3 separate regions of the Mus musculus genome follow, and regions 1 and 3 are each linked to region 2. Evidence: chromatin contacts called from public HiChIP or PLAC-seq data. All regions are on one chromosome and are shown on one strand. Each heading gives the region's core, a stretch centred on a gene start, on an enhancer-like site or on the middle of the called end of the contact. The rest is flanking DNA. Distances are from core to core; before and after follow the strand shown.

What was found. HiChIP or PLAC-seq counts read pairs in DNA pulled down with a chosen protein or histone mark.
Region 1: a contact with region 2 is called in an H3K27ac HiChIP or PLAC-seq map of microglia, with 7 times the contacts expected there. The contact joins two enhancer-like sites. A contact is called at or near these places in 4 of 39 promoter capture datasets (hippocampal neurons, liver, second pharyngeal arch cranial neural crest and 1 more), 4 of 115 datasets of contacts at active chromatin or transcription factors (bone marrow-derived macrophages, embryonic stem cells and microglia) and 2 of 9 other capture datasets (adipose tissue and pancreatic islet).
Region 3: a contact with region 2 is called in an H3K4me3 HiChIP or PLAC-seq map of bone marrow-derived macrophages, with 4 times the contacts expected there. The contact joins two enhancer-like sites. A contact is called at or near these places in 2 of 115 datasets of contacts at active chromatin or transcription factors (bone marrow-derived macrophages and heart atrium) and 3 of 9 other capture datasets (adipose tissue, embryonic stem cells and pancreatic islet).

Annotation. Positions count from the first base shown.
Region 1 is chr3:137,962,189-137,965,155 of GRCm38.p6, reverse strand. All of the region lies in intron 2 of Dapp1 (dual adaptor for phosphotyrosine and 3-phosphoinositides 1), which reads left to right. All of the region lies in intron 2 of Gm19708 (a long non-coding RNA gene), which reads right to left. Among named protein-coding and RNA genes, the nearest start is that of Dapp1, 18 kb to the left of the region's middle. Within about 2 kb of position 1,580, at least 60 of the 459 cell types and tissues checked have an H3K27ac peak or open chromatin away from gene starts, as enhancers often do. A contact at or near this core is called in microglia, where this site is marked.
Region 2 is chr3:138,117,324-138,120,360 of GRCm38.p6, reverse strand. It overlaps Mttp (microsomal triglyceride transfer protein), which reads left to right. Exons shown (of 18, transcript NM_008642.3): 4 at 1,941-2,048. Among named protein-coding and RNA genes, the nearest start is that of Mttp, 13 kb to the left of the region's middle. Within about 2 kb of position 1,785, at least 26 of the 459 cell types and tissues checked have an H3K27ac peak or open chromatin away from gene starts, as enhancers often do. A contact at or near this core is called in bone marrow-derived macrophages and microglia, where this site is marked.
Region 3 is chr3:137,945,451-137,948,387 of GRCm38.p6, reverse strand. All of the region lies in intron 4 of Dapp1 (dual adaptor for phosphotyrosine and 3-phosphoinositides 1), which reads left to right. Gm19708 (a long non-coding RNA gene) reads right to left here. Exons shown (of 4, transcript XR_867665.2): 1 at 1,531-2,937; 2 at 592-712. Among named protein-coding and RNA genes, the nearest start is that of Gm19708, 3.2 kb to the right of the region's middle. Within about 2 kb of position 1,372, at least 57 of the 459 cell types and tissues checked have an H3K27ac peak or open chromatin away from gene starts, as enhancers often do. A contact at or near this core is called in bone marrow-derived macrophages, where this site is marked.

The DNA.
Region 1 (2,967 bases), core at 331-2,830, 160 kb after region 2:
GGGAAAGGCAGAATGGTTTGTGACCGTGCAGTGTTCATAGTCACAGACTTAAATGGGTAATGTTCAATTTTAAATTCTTTCTATGGACTCCATCCCTTTCCCCCAGGTGGTGAGCTAATCTAGTCCCTCTGAGTTGCACCTATAAGGACACTCAGTGCATTTAGGGTTTCTCCTCCAATCCCCCATTGGCCCCATTTGTAGTCTTGAACCCTTGACACGCTGGCTTCTAGTAGCAAGCATCTAATGTTCCCGAATTCTTGTGGCCTTGGCTGGACATGCAGCAAAAGCTCTATGCTAATAATGACCCTGGGGGGGGGGGGCTATTGGATGACTGTGGCAGCACTTTCACAAACCCAGGAAGCCTTGCTCTCCCCTCTCTCCTTTCTGTTCCTGACCTCCTTGCACACTTGGGATGGTAGTCACTACATCCCAGATGCTGTTCCTCGCTCCTTTGCGTCTAGTTCAGCCATTTTGGTTTATTTGGGTTTGGGTTTTGTTATTAATTAAGTCTTCCTCTCCCCTTCCCTCTCCATCTTTCCCTCCCTCCATTTCCCCCCTCTCTTCCCCCCTCTTCTTTCTTCTTCGGTTTTGGGGTCCAAACTCAGGTTTTCATGCTTTCAAAGCATGTATTTTACCAACTACACTAGCTTCCCAATCTGGGAAATACTTTTACTCTCTTAGCTGTTTCTCAATCAGGGAGGAGGGGAGAGGAGAGAGGGAGAAGGAGGGGCAGTGGAAGGAAGGAAAGAAGGAAGGAAGGGAGGGAGGGAGGGAGGGAGGGAGGGAGGGAGGGAGGGAGGGAGGAAGGAAGGAAGGAAGGAAGGAAGGAAGGAAGGAAGGAAGGAAGGAAGGAAGGAAGGAAGGATGGATGGGAGAAGTCAGGTATAGTAGTGTATCTTTTCGATTCTGTTGCTATGGAAACAGGCACTGCTTACTGGCTAACCAGCCTAGTCTATTTGGTGAATTGTAAGCCAGAGATGGATACTGTCTGAGGAACAATAACCAAGACTGGCCTCTGGTCTCCACATGCACACAAAGATATACACATGCACTTGCACATATAAGCATGCCTGCACACATGTAAATGTTTATGCATGCACATACACAAACAAACACAAAAAGGTACTTCTCTAAACAACTGTTGACAGGCTTCAGTGAGCTCAAAAGCAAAGAGTTTAACATATTGTTTATCCTCTTCTTAGACATGGACCCTTCGGTATTCACTTTCTATGCTATATAACAAGTCACCAAAAATTTGTCATGGCTTAAAACAACACAAATTGACCGTGCCACTGTTCCTGCATACATTAAAATCCGGGCCTCTATTCAAATTCTGCCAGCCTGACTTAAAGATGTTTTCAGCAGCAGCTGGGGCTCTTGACAGAAACGCAGAACCCCTGCATCACTTCCTCCTTTCCTTACCTAGTTTGCTTGTCTTTCATTTCCCTGCTGTGGTAGCACCAGGGTCCCTGTTCCCCTAGCTGTCAATCAGGGAGGGAGCAGTGTCAACTGACAGATGCCACTGTGATCCGTGCTGTGTGGCCTGCATGCGTAATACACATGGCACGACTGTCTGCTGCCTTCCTGCCAGCCAGAGCACCTCTCTACCCTCTCCTGTGTCAGAGAGTTCCGTTCCACGGAGCTCACATGAAGAGGTCAGGCCCACAAGAGACTCTTCGTGTTTTTAAGGTGAACCAATTTGGAGACTTAACAATGCACTAAATCTCTTCACAACTCCATCTTGACTAGTTCTTACCTGGGTAATTGGAACAGTGCTATACATTGGAGTTGGGGTCGGAGCGTCTATGAGTTCTGCCTGGCATAACTTCCATTCTCTGGCAGTGAGTCTACATGCGTTTTTTAGAAGGAGAGATAGGTACAGAATAGGAAACAAATTAGGTAGCCAAAGGGAGAAAAATTATATCTAGTAACATTTGGAGTCACCCTGACAAGTCTTATTTATAAATTTTCTAAATAGGGCTAGGCAGTAATAGCTAAGTCTATGCAAGATAAAAATAACTGAGTTGAACTCCCAGAACCCATGTAGAAAACTAGGAATGTTGGTATGTGCTCATAATCCTGATGCTAGAAAGGAGAACACGGAGGTATCCCTGGGGCTCACTGGCCACACAGAACTTGCTGAATTGATGAACCCCAGGTTCAGTGAGAGTCCTTGCCAAAAAAAAAAAAAAATCCATGGAGAAGATTCCTGACAAATGATACCTGAGGTTAACCCCTGGCTTCCACAACCATGTGCATACATGTGCACGTGTGCTTATACACACATGTACCTGCACATGTGAGAACACAGGTACTTACACTGCGTGTCAGGTAGATCACAGATGGTAACTAAAGTTTTATCTACATGTGACTCATCTGAGCATAAGCTATTTATGAATAGACTGCATGTATTTCACCTTCATGAAAAATTAAAATAAATATCACTGGTTTTCATTACAAATACTTGGTAACATTTGGAGCAGGGGGAAGCTACCATCAGAGGTGACAGGATCCATAGGCCAGTTGTTTAGAGTTATGGTTATTTTTATTCATTTATTTGTCCATTTCCTTAATAATAGACCTTTGAAAGCGTGCATCTTGGACCAGCCATCGTAACTCGATGACCTTGTTGGGAAGAAGTCTAGTCTCATAGGGCCACTAAGACCCAAATCTTGCTACAAAGCAAAGTGTAGCAATCGCTTAAAAGAAGGCAAGTTTTTGAGCAAGAAATTAAAAGGCACTCAACATAAGGCAGAATTATCATGAGGTAGAAGTTTCAGGAAGACTCAAGGTTGTTTACCAATGGGAAGGGCCAATTGTAGGTAAGGAGCAAGGATGGAAAAAACTCTTCCTAGAGGAACAGCAGGTCCAGATGGACAGGGGCCCTGAAGCTGGCGCCCCAGATCAGCAACATCCACTGAGGTGAGAGTCTGTTAAAAACCTTCCACCTGCTGAGTCATCGTCTGG
Region 2 (3,037 bases), core at 536-3,035:
ACTTTGGATGAGATTGGTCTGTTCTGAAGAATGAACAATTTTAGCTTCTGAAATATGGCAGCTGTACAAAGGAAAAAAAAAGAAAAAAGAAAAGGCTAGTTCACTTTACTAGTTCTAGGAAAACAATAGATACCAATAGAAAAAAAATTAATTTTTTTTCTATGAAGGGTTCATGCTTTTTGGATTATTTACTTGGAAAAAAATAACACTGCATCGTCATCTTATCAAGACAGCAAGATGGACGTCGCAGAGGTGACCAATGATAGATGAGCACGCGACCTCATTTGTAGACTGAGTGCAAGGCCGGAGTCTCCTGCAGCACGGCCAGAACTCTAAGAGCTCTTTGTAGGCTAGGGAAATGGGAGCGAATGAAGACAGAGTGTTAGCTTCCCCAGCTAATGGCTTCGGAAGCATTTCAGACTTGGACCAAAATATCACCCTCCATCGACACATACCATGGCCACCGTCCAAGCACGTCCGACTTTCCTGGGTCTGAGAACTCTACTTATAAGCCTTGTGTAGCCATGATGCCCAGAGATATCCAAGCATATGCACTGGAAATCATATGGGAAGGAAATCCCATAGCACGGAGCATCAGAAAGCCAGCTTGCAGCTGAGAGACAGCCAGTGGATTGTATGAGAATATGATCCCGGGATTTTCAGACAGTGAAGTCACTGGCACAGGTCCCCTTTAACCAGCACAGACAACACTATCCTTACCCTTGAGGGTGACGCAGTGGAGTGACTAAAACTGATCACAGATACAGTATCCAGCAAACCTGTCACTAGGCGGAGTATGTCTAGGAAGTAAAAATAGAGATTTGACGCGCTCATGTGGTTAATTCAGACACAATATTGCCTCCTAAGACATGAGGAATGTTTAGGCTGAATTATTCAACATTGATATTAATTAAATTCATTGTACTCCTGAGCTGTTGGAAATTCTCATTTTGTTGTTGTTGTTTATTTGTTTGTTTTTGTTTTGTTTTCTGAGAAGTGGATCGGCGGGGCAGGAATGTTCTGCCACCGCTTTTGTAGGTATTTTCACAGGGAAGACATATCTGTCCTCCATGTCTGAACCATAGGGTGTGTTTGAAGTCAGTAGGTGAAAGTAATGGGCTGCCCTCTAAAAACTTCTCTATGATTTCCGTGCTGTTTCTTATAGATGAACCAACTCATTAAAATGATAAAAGATATAGGGTCAGTAAGTGAGAAGGATATAAAACAGAGCCGAGTCACTTCCTATTCCTGCCAAATCACACTCCTTTCAACCCCCTCCCTATACGTTCTGATGAGAGCCTTCTGCAGTAGCTGGGCTGTGCAGTAGAAGCAGCCTCTCCAGCGCTGCAGCCTCTGCCATTCTGCTACCCGAGGCAGCGTCACTGCTCGGGAATCACGTTGGTGCTCTGCCGCTTGTTCATGGGTATCACAGCTGTTCATGAGCAAACTCCAGCGCCTCGTCATGGCCTACGCCATGACGTCACACCATTTCAGAAATGCAAACTGCCATTTGTGGTGATTCTCGTTCTCTTCTAAGAGCATTTCTTTCACTTTTGTTGTTGTTGTTTTTTTTTTTATTTGTTTATTCAGCTTTTGTTTCTAGCAGGTGAAACGTGTGTGCTGTGAAGGAAAATGATGGCCCAGCTTTGCTCCCCTCCACAGCTCTGGTTTTTACAGAAACCCTGGGCTCTCCCTTTCCACGGTGACCTTCATGCTCAGGACCTTTATTTTCGCCTCCTAAGTTCCATTTCCTGATGATCTCACTTCCTAGAAACTGAAACTGCTTCCTTTTACAAGAAAGAAATCACAGCTTTGCACTAACAGAATAATCTCTCACGTAATCAGTGGGTGTGAGAACCAGGCTTCTCCAGCCTCGCATTTAACTGAATCTGATAAACAAGGTCCAATGACTTCATTTATATTTTTCTTCTTCCCTTTAGGTCAAGGAGTTCTACTCCTATGAAAACGAGCCAGTGGGCATAGAAAATCTCAAGAGAGGCTTGGCTAGCTTATTCCAGATGCAGCTAAGCTCTGGAACTACCAACGAGGTACTTAATGCTAAGAAGTCAGCATTGGGTGAAGGGGAGAGGCAGGCACTCGCTGTAATCTCAGCTACTTGGGGGCTAAGGCCCAGTTTTAAGCAAAGGTCTGCCTGGGTCATAGAGTAACTTTAAGACAGTCTGGTGACTTAATGAAATCCACCATTTTTATAAAAGATGGTTGTGGCTACTACTGTGCCAGTAACCAGTGCAACAGGAAGAGACAAGTAAATTCTGGGAGTTCACAGACCAGCTCTGTTGACCCAGTTGGTGAGCTGCAAGTTCAGCGAGAGAACCTGTCTCAAGGGAATAAGTCAGAAAGTGATGGGGGGAGATAGAAACCTATGTCTCCTCTGGCCTACATGTATGCATATGGATGTGTGCACTCAGTCATATAATGCGCATTTACCACACATGCATAGATAATACACATATATCTCCCAAGCAATAATAAAATAAAATATAAAAGGAGCTAGAGATGTGTGTCAGTAGTTGAGAGCCTGTTGAGCAAGTACAAGGCCCAGTTCAAGCCCCAGTACTACAAATTAAATGAGCAGGTCAATAAATAAGTCAACCAACATCTTATTTGTCAACAGGTATATCAAATCATTTCTAAGCATTTTTGCATACTGAAATTCCACAGAAAATTATAACTGCTTTTAAGATTAAGTATTGTTTTAGAGACGTTGACTTAAGTTGACTTAAGTTGGATAGTCAAATTTCACTTACATATGAAATGATTTATTGCTTAAATACAGAGTTATGGAGTTGGAATCAGTTCTATAAAGGGAACCTTGGATAACTGTAAAATATGCAGAAAACTTTGGGGGATCCAATGGTTGTTAAGTGTCTCTGTCCTGCTGCCTTGTGGCAAGCATATTTTAAAAAACGTATTCCTTAGATTCATCCTAAAGATGCTAAAATCATAGATTCATCCCAAGGATACTAAAATCATAGATTCATCCTAGGGATGCTAAAATCATAGATTTATCCCAAGG
Region 3 (2,937 bases), core at 123-2,622, 170 kb after region 2:
TTGAGGCTAACCAGGACTATGTAGCAAGATGCTGTGCCAATTAAAGGGGAAGTGCGTGGGGTTAGGACTCAGTGGTTAAAACACTACCCATGCAATCTGAAGACCAGAGCTGAGATCCTATAACCTACTTAAAAGCCAGCACTCAGTAGCATACGTGTGTTTATTCCCTGCGAGATGATGACAGGCAGACAGGAGAGTCTCCAAAAGCTTTAAGTCCAGCTCAACCTGGTATGTGTTTTAAACAAGGTGAAAGGTAAAGAAACTCAAGTTTATGCTGTATATATGTATATTCCATAGACATACTGTACCATGTACGTGCACACATGTGGGCACACACATAGGCCATATATACAGGGATCATTGCTTCGTAAGTTCTTGTGGCTTTGTAGCTTGAATAGTTTACCATTTTACTACAACTCATCAAAAATAAAAAATCCTGAAAATTGGTTTTAAAAGACTTGGAGGTTGGAGAGCTAGTTAAAGAGTTAACAAAAGGAAGCATTGGATTTTAGAGCTAGAGAAATCTAGGAAAGTAAAATGATTGATACATTTCCAGAGACAGACGAGGCCCGAGATCAGATCAAGACCTACCTCTGCTCAGTTCTTCTTTTCTTGCCAGCCAGTTCCCTTCGTAGCTTCCTCTTTCCCTGTTCTTAGCTGTCACAAAACCACCTCGTGTATCAACTGTTTATCTTCACAGTCTCCTCCTCTTCTGTTTTTTAAGATAAAAAAAAATTATACAATATATTCTGATCATACTTTTCCCTCCCCAGCATCTCCCAGACCTTCCCCATCTCCATACCCATCCAATTCATGCCCCTTCTTTCTTAAAAAACAAAAACCAAGAAATGTACCATAAAAACACAAAAAAATCAAAAGCAAAATACATAATCAAAAGACCAATAAGACAAAAAAAATGCCTCCTAAAAGAAAAAAAGTCTACCAAGCACCAGTGAGTTTGATTTGTATTGGACAACCACTTCTGGGTCTAAGATCTACCCTGAACTGTGGCCAATATACCCAGTATGACTCCATTAAAGAGAATTAATTTTTCTTTTGCCGGCAGGTATCGGTGGCAGACAGCTTCTTGGTTAGTGGTGGGAGCCATGCCCACCTTCCCTCTTAGCCTCTGTTAGGCTCCTAGAGACTTGCCATCAGTGAGCCTACGATCTGCTCTCTTTTGCCTGTGTTTATCTTTGGTCAGTAGGAAGAGTCAGCCAATACTTGATCTGTAGCTTTGGTCTCAGCTAGGACTAAGACTCTTTAGACCAAATTATGGAAGTCATAACTACTTTTTGTTTGCTTCCTCCATGTGTCACAAAGTTCAACTGACTAAGTATGTGGACACTGTAACACAGGAGAGAACTTAAAAACTGTGGTTAGGGCTTGGTCAACAGGGAAAGCACATAATATAACAAGAAGAAGCCTAAGAACTTTATTGTGTAATGACACCAACCAAAACAGTTGAGGCTTTTTAATAGATCCAGGACTGTATCTCAGTATACTTTGCTCACGGAATCCTGAACTGACCTAGTTGAGAGAACAGAGCCCTCGTCAGATTGTCATTCTTGTCCCTGCTCACCCATTGTGGGCACCTCTCTCTCTCCCAGCTTTGAGCTCTGAGGTATCCACATTTCTGTTTTCTCTTTTGAGAAATGAGTTCCAGTCTGTGGAGGAAGAACATTACGTCATACTTCTAGAAGAAGAACTTGCTTGAAGTAAAAAACTGAAAGTAGTCGATTTCCCCCAAATGCAGGTGCTTATATAAAGTTACTTCACATCCTTTGTCAACTTTAAGGAAATTATTGTTCATATATTGTAAATGCGAAAGCACTAGGCTCCTGAGGTAAGATTAAATTTAATTAATTCATTTGTTAAATGAACATTTTAAAGTGACCACCAGCTTTAAGTGTTGCAGTAAACTAGGCAAAGACCTATGAGCTTCCATTATAGAGGAGGTCACGATACAATTGGCATACTATAACACCAAACAGGTTACACGGAGGGACAGGGCAACTTCCCTGGGTAAGAAACATTGGAGCAGAAATGTCATTTAGAGGAAGGAGAAAATGGGTTATGTGCATGTATGAAATTGTCAACAAATTTTTTTTCCTAAAGAAAAGAACAGTTCACGTTAAGGAGTAAGAAGGCAGAGTAGAGAGAAAAAAATAACACACAAGATCCCTGAGGCAGACATTCCACAGAAGGGCTTCAAGGACCAACAAGGTCAGCATCGCTAGGAGTGGGCCAGAGGGAAGGTGAGGCTCTAGAGCACAAGAGGGCTAACCTGTGCTGCTTCCCAGCAGAGGGATGGCTGAGATGAGCTAAGTGTCCTGCAGGGAGCATGGCTCCCATGCCAGCTCTCCTTCCCTCGCTGCACAGACTGAGTCTTTGTTCTGGATGCTGAAAAAGTCTGAGAGTTTTAGTCACTTAAGTTAAGTCTTCACAGTTTGAAAGAGACCCCCTGATTACTGAGTGTTCAGTGGACTTGCTGCTGAGTTAGAGGCCAGGCGATCTCTTAGGACGTAAGTGGTCACCATCAAGATGCTACAAAGATACAGACAACATGATAATAGACGGTGCAGTTATACTCCTGGAGACAATGTATTCCAAGTTCCTGACCCAGCCTGGCTTAGTGAGAATATATGATTCCTCAGCTTCCTTTTAACAACCCTTTCCTTCAAAAGAGGATGTTCCTTTGCTTTGTGACATCTTTCTCTGTTATATGATCTACGATGTGTGATGGTTCTTCTTGGGTGCCTCCTTTATACGTTTCCAGCATGTTTATCGATGTGTCCATGTGTATCCCTCTCTCTCTCTCTGCCTCTGTCTCTCTGTCTCTGTCTGTCTGTCTCTCTCTGTCTTCCTGTCTCTGTCTCTCTCTGGCTCGCTGTCTCTGTCTCTGTCTCTCTCTGTGTGTGTGTGTGTGTGTGTGTG